Linked DNA regions of Mus musculus: region 2 is linked to region 1. The links are chromatin contacts, called in public HiChIP or PLAC-seq maps. All regions are on one chromosome and are shown on one strand. The core of a region is the stretch at or near the end of the contact, and the rest is flanking DNA. Distances in the headings are between cores, read along the strand shown.

Evidence for each region. HiChIP or PLAC-seq counts read pairs in DNA pulled down with a chosen protein or histone mark.
Region 2: a contact with region 1 is called in a BATF HiChIP or PLAC-seq map of CD8 T cells, with 7 read pairs. The contact joins two enhancer-like sites. A contact is called at or near these places in 1 of 39 promoter capture datasets (3T3-L1-derived adipocytes), 1 of 15 datasets of contacts at CTCF or cohesin (pro-B cells), 5 of 484 Hi-C or Micro-C datasets (the N1E-115 cell line, Th1 cells, brown adipocytes and 2 more) and 2 of 115 datasets of contacts at active chromatin or transcription factors (CD8 T cells and memory CD8 T cells).

What each region holds. Positions count from the first base shown.
Region 1 is chr15:62,697,413-62,700,769 of GRCm38.p6, reverse strand. No RefSeq gene overlaps it. Among named protein-coding and RNA genes, the nearest start is that of Gm41333, 30 kb to the right of the region's middle. Within about 2 kb of position 1,974, at least 72 of the 459 cell types and tissues checked have an H3K27ac peak or open chromatin away from gene starts, as enhancers often do. A contact at or near this core is called in CD8 T cells, Th1 cells, memory CD8 T cells and 1 more, where this site is marked.
Region 2 is chr15:62,807,650-62,811,128 of GRCm38.p6, reverse strand. No RefSeq gene overlaps it. Among named protein-coding and RNA genes, the nearest start is that of Gm22521, 16 kb to the right of the region's middle. Within about 2 kb of position 1,593, at least 30 of the 459 cell types and tissues checked have an H3K27ac peak or open chromatin away from gene starts, as enhancers often do. A contact at or near this core is called in CD8 T cells, Th1 cells, memory CD8 T cells and 1 more, where this site is marked.

The DNA.
Region 1 (3,357 bases), core at 725-3,224:
CCCCCCACAACACACAAGGCCATACAACAAATAAATATCATAGTTGTCATTGTAAACCCTTTCATATTGTTTTGCTGTGGCTCTAATTACTGGTCTTTGGAGAAATTAAAAGCCTGAAAAATAGTGGAAGTATTCACTATTTTATGAGGTTTTTATATCAGTTTTTGTTTTAAAAGAAGTTAGATATAGTAGGCTCTAAAGCCCTTTCCAGCATTGACTCTTGTTTAAAAAAAAAAAAAAGATTTTCTATGCTGGGTAAGAAATAATCAATTTTGGCCAAATTTGGCTTGATATGACCCATAAGACCATACCTTCCTGAATCATGTGTGAAAGATAATTCCTGATCAGTTTTTGCAGGGAATATCCCTAGTATAAGTATAGCTATTGGTATCTACAATTCTGTTCTTTAAGCTTTGTTTCTCCTCTTTTCCTTTATTAAACGACCACTGCTCTGAATGTTCAGTTCAAGAGCAAAGTGGGTGCTTCATGAAACTTCCACTTGCTTCGTCCATTGTGTTTGCTTCTTGATGTCTAAGTTCTTGTGAGTTAGAAACCCTCATGCTCTGTCCTGAAAACTGCTTCTTCCCAAACACTCTCCCTGAGGCATGGGGAATTTAACCTCATATACTCATCATTTCAGATGCGACCAGGCATCTTCAGACCATTATGTTTCTATTGGAATTTGGAACAACTAGAAAACCAGTGATGCTGAATTATCTCAACCCTACCACCAAAGAAACATCGCAGGAAACGTGCACAAAACAAAACAGCTTCCTTTTAGGCTCACATCTCCTCCTGGCAGTGGGTACATCAAACGCTAGCGAGCCCTTTGTCCTGGTGCCCCCACTAGATTTTTCTCTTCAATCGATTTGACTTTGGGAGAAACAAAGGTCTTTAAGTATAAAAGTGAGTGACAGAGAATAGGACACATCACTATCCCTCTTGTTACAGCATGGAGGTTTAGTATTATAAGCTCATAAGGATTTTAGAAGTACTCTTTACACACCTTTTGCTTGATAGCTCTGGAAACTGAAACCAGATCAAACAGAAATTTAATTTCTTATTTTTTTCTGCCCATTTCTCTACACATTGACACAAACATACACATTACACATGCACATAAACACCCAGTGTCCCCCTAGCCCCCCCTCTCTCCCTCCCTCCCTCCCTCCTTCTCTGTTTCTTTCTTTCTCCCACTGAATCTTTAAATTCAACCAAGTAAGTAAACCACAAGTATCAAGAATGCAAACATCTTATGAGAGATGCAATGATCTTCATGTTAAAATCTGATGGGCTGTCACATTAAAATATAGCAAAGTGAATAGAAAAGAGGACCAGGAGTCCACCTGATGTAGCTCTAAGGATGTTTTCATGCCCATCCACTGAGTGAACCTATATAACTTAGTTAATGCCTTTGGGTCCCATTTTCATCTCCTAAAGGAAGAGTTTTAATTGTGCCTCACAGTATTGCTGATGGGTTCACACCAGATTCTAGGTGTGAAAGTGCTTGCGCTCCATCTACATGTAAGAAAACACACAACAGAAGTGTCTTTGGGCACACAAGGTGAGGCTCAGAAACCCCCAAAAGATGAAGTGTTGCTAAGTGCTCCAGTGAACTAAAGCTAAGTAAACAGTCAGAAACCATCAAACCTTCAACAACAAACCGATATTTGGGCTAACCACACCCAACTCCTACAGCAGCTTGCAAGGTACATACAAGGAAAAATACCATAACTTTGTGGATTTCTGGGTGGGAGAAACATATCTAGGAACACAAAATGACAAGCTACTAGGCTTCAGGAAGTAGCAGGTGTCCCCAGGGAACATCAAATATGAGTCAACACACCTCTTCTGGTTCCTAAGTTTAACTGCAGGCCTTTGGAAATAGAGAGGCCATTCCTAAGGCTTATGAGGAACCACAAGACCTGCTTTCTCGTGTGTGCAGCCTGAGACTCTGAGCCATTGTCCCATGGGAGGCCACTGGCAGCCTCAGACAGAGCAAGCTGAGTTGGGATGAGCCATGATACTGAGTTCCAGTAAAACCCACAGAATGTTCTGAACTTATGACTAAGTCTGAGCAACATAAACAAGCTCCAAAAACCACCTCAAGAAGGGTGGCTTTGGTGGTGTGGCCTGGTAATCTCTTTTCTCAAAGGAAGGAAGGAAGGAAAGAAGAAGAAAAGGAGAGAGAGACAAGAGTCAGAGAGACCTAGAGAGATAGAGATAGGGGCACAGAGAGGCACACAGAGACAGAGAAGAAAAGGTCTTGTTTAAAAGAACCAAGATATTCTACTTTACAGTTTTCATTTTTTGATAGTGACGTATCTAGCCCCCCCACTTTTTTGATGCTAATCTCTCTGTTTTGAGCTCTCACAGGAAAGTAGTTAGCTGTGAGTGCTGGAGCCCAGGGCATCCTCAGGACCACCATGGGGCCTGGGTGGGGTTGAACAGATGGTGTGCTTGCCTGCTACTCCCTTGAGTCAGCCAGAACAGCTTCCTCTTTTATTGATTTTATTTTATTGGCCTTCCTCACACTTTATTGGAGAAATACGTGTATAACAAGCTCCTGCTGTTTTTCAAAGGAAGAAAGTATAAAAGCAGAATAAATAATGATATTAGCTCTGAAGTAGCAAGAACTAGTGGGTACTTGTTGAATGTGTGCCAGGTACTGCTTTCAATTTAAAATCCTCACATGACCCCAGAAGTGAATGCTCTCATCAGTACCCTCCTAGAGAAGGGCAGAATAAGATACAGAGAATTTGAATGACTCTACTTATGTGAGTAAGCCAATCATTAGCTCAGAATATAGTTCCTACCAGCAGGATTGATGTCTGCCCATGTGTTCTTATCTGATACAGTTTATTGACTCCTTCACCAAGGCTTGACTTGTGTTTCTATTCTCAAAGTAGACCCAAGGCTGTTGCCTGACTTCCCCTTTCTATCCATGGTCTGCACAATGTTCGGCCTACATTCAGATACTGTTCCTTCAGTAGAGTTTCCCCTGGATACTTCATTGAGAAGGAGGCTTCTTCTGGTCAGTCTGCCTCTCCTTTACTTTGCTCCATTTTTATTCTTAGCATTAAAAAAAAAAACTGATCTGCAAAATCTATGGGCTCTGTGTGGTCTTTGGTCTATGGACCTTCTTAGCTCCTGAGATCAGTGACTTTCTCAGTTCCCCAGATCACTGTCCATCCCTAACAACTGAATTACAACAAAGGCTTGAGGAAATAAACATGTAAGAGAGTATAACAGTTGTCAAGGAAAGAATAAAGAAAGATATGTGGCAAGGAAGATCACTTGGTACTGACTGGAAAACCCAGAATGAGAGGTCTAATAACTTAAGACTAGAATCATGTG
Region 2 (3,479 bases), core at 344-2,843, 110 kb before region 1:
AATAACAGTTATTCCTGGTCTAGGATCTAAGTTAAGACCACATATTATATTGTGATGCTGTGTGCTGTGTCTCTTCTTGTTCTTACTTGGGAATGGTCCCTAGTCCCTCCTGTTTTTTTTTTTGTTTGTTTGTTTGTTTGTTTGTTTTTTCCTCTCACTGGCTGTGAGTGTGTGTGTGTGAGTGATACATATGTGGGCACATGTGATTGCCCACATATGCAAATGTAGAGGAGAGGTTGGGGGTAGACTGTCAGTGTCATCCTCTAATTTCTCTCCAAATTTTTATTTAATTAGCGTTTCAATGAACCTGGAGCCCAGAGTTGCAGCTGGAAATTCAGCTGTCTTTGCTTTCCAGTGCTGCAGTAACAGATAATCATGGCGGCTCCCAGCTTTAGATATGGGCACTAATGATCGGATCACAGGTCTATATGCTTTCTCAGGCTGCCCTTTACTCACTGAGTCATTTTCCCAGACCAATACTAACACTTTTAGAGATTACTCAGCACTCATTTTTGTATACAGCTTTAGAGGTTGACTCCTAAGCCTCATATATTTTAGCAATTAGATTTCATTTACACATCTTGGCCATAAGCATTCCCAAGTAATGTCAGCACATCTCATTAGGAATCACCTGTTATCAGTTCATTCCAACTTCAGCATTGTTTTCTAACAGATAATTTAATGAACACAATCAGAGAAAAAGGGACTTTGCACTGATGAAGTCTGACACCACACTTTATCCAATTACTCAAAGTTAGCATTACTAAAAGCTGAGGTTTTTTTTTTTTTTTTTAGATATTATTTAAAAGTAGTTCAGTTATTTTAACAACTTATTTGCCACCCATGAAAAATAACACATTATGAGAAAATGCATGAGAAAAGTGACTTTCATGTTTGTAGGAATAAATATTTATTTGACACTCAGAGCGTAATGCAGAAAATAAATTTTGTTGATGTTCAATTAACTCTGACTCCTTACTAATAAATGTCTCGCTATCAACACTTGCATATTCCTAAGGCCTGTGTGCAGATGAAAAAGCAAGACTAGCTGGAGAGACGGCTTAGTGGTTAAGAGCACTGACTGCTCTTCCAGAGGTCCTGAGCTCAATTCCTAGCAACCACGTGGAGGCTCACAACCATCTGTAATGGGTTCTGATGTCCTCTTCTGGTGTGGTCTGACAGTGTACTCACATATATAAAATAAATAAATCTTAAAAAAAAAAAACACAAGTAAGCTGACCAAGATAAATAGATTCTAATTCCATGTTCAATACCAGTTCTCTTCTGTCTTTGCCTATTTATTCAGAAACAATGGCAACATGGTCATACATATTGGAAAATCATTGAATGAAATGATGATGAAAGTCATAGACTAATTCTATTGTTAACACATTATTAAAATAGTAATTCAGAGACAAAATATATACAATTCCCTGGGATTAGAAAATTGAAGTGAAGACTAAGGTCCACGATAAAAAAAAAAATTCATTTTTGCTTTGCATAGTCACAGACTTCTAATGAGTCACATAGGCTGATGACCTGGATGCAAGTATTTTTTTAGAGCCTAGCCCCAGCTTGCAAGCTCTAACACCATTTTTCAGAGAAAGCAGGAAGTTGTATTTCTCTGTAGCTATGAACATAAAAGCAACTGCTATATATAGTACTTTAAGAGAAGCCTCCACAAGCGAGTCAAACTTCCTTTTCTTAATAATTTTGAAGTTCTAGATAACCTTTCTTTTTGGCGGGAATCTCATTAAGCAAGTTTTCATAGTAGATGGGAGGAAATGGAGGTCAGGGTGACATATATAAAGCACTTTCCACAAGGAAGATGTCATGTGGAGCCAGACAAGCAGAGGGAGACTGCAAAGCCATTTACCCATTTTACTTGAGCTGGGTAAATGCGATTCTCTTTCTTTCATATTTGGTCTTCAGTGCAACTCACCTGCATGTGTGAAGCTAGAGAGTAGGAAAAGATGTTTTGTAGTTTGCAATATTGTCTATTAATGGAAGTCGCTAACTGATATTTTAGTTGACACCCAATTAGAGAGAATATGGATGGGTTGAAAAACACCTTTCAAGGAGACTAAGCCATGAACACGGACAAACTATTGGAGTCTGGGGTGGGGTAGGGGAATGATTTGCAACGCCTAATAGAAGTCATTAACAGAGTATGTAATCTTTTACCTCTTTGCCCTTCTGAGAGGACATTTCCCCTCATTTTCCTTCTTGTCTTTCCTCACTTCTCCATGAGGTAGTGGAGATCTTTGGAGTAGAGCTCAGCATCTCCTTTCACACACAGGGCAGACAACAGATAGGGACTTAGACTCTGCAGTCAAGCACACTTAGATTTGAACACATGTCCTCCTTTTGAAAATGTGTGTGATCTGAGGCAAACAAGTGTCCTATTTCTTTATCTGCAAAACTGAAACAGGATAACGGTCTCACAGAAATGCATACAAAATTCTTAGACATAGGAAGCTCTGAGAATGCCTCCAATGCCTGTTATTCTTACTGACTTTATCTACACTGTGGTGGCTATCATTATCGTCTCCAACACCACGGTCTTCTTTAATCATTTTTGAAGAGTAAAACAGGAAGTTCATGGGTTTGAAGATTTTAATATCTTACTAAATTGTCACTTCGTCACTTTTTATATGTTTAGAAGTATATCTTGATCCATTTCCTTAAAGGAATTTGCTTTAAAAAATTTTATCAAGAGACTTATTTGATAGAGATTTTTTTTAATCAAGAGAGGATGTGAATTTGCATGAAGGAAGTACTAACAGGAATGTCTGTGCATCCCTACCTCAACACCTGGGCCAGCTGGGCCAGCTGGACCCAGGTAATGGCCTAAAGCAAACTAGTTAGGGAATCCCCTAACTAGGGATTGCCACCTGTGGCTTTTGGCAATATACTGATTAGTTTCTGCTTGCTATAGGGCAACTATGCAGTGTTAAGCACTGTGCCTTCCTTATTCCTAAGAATATAGATACCATTTTCATAATACTCTCTAAGCCCTAGGTTACTCTATCTAGACCATAGATGCCTCTAGAATAGGCTTTGCTGATCTGTGTGTTTTTAGGTCCAAGTGCATTGCCTTGCCTGGTGTCTAGAAGAAAGAATTACCGGAATGATGATCTGACAACTCTTACCTTATCTTTTCTCAGTCTCATTTTTCTGTTCCTCTTTTATCACAGAAGAGTCAAATACACTGGAATAGAGTCACCAATGTAAATAAACTCTCCTAAAATGTGCATGCAAACACACACACACACACACACACACACACACACACACACACACACATTCAACCAGCAAAGATAATCTGTTCAAGAGGTAGTGGGATAATATGATTGTTATTATGTTTACAATCTCTCCTCAAAGGAGCATGTAATAGCAATAAGAGCAATAAGATTCAGATGGACTTTAGGTCCTCAGCCCTAATATGGTCTTTCTAGTCAAGGGCTTGCAACTCTTTC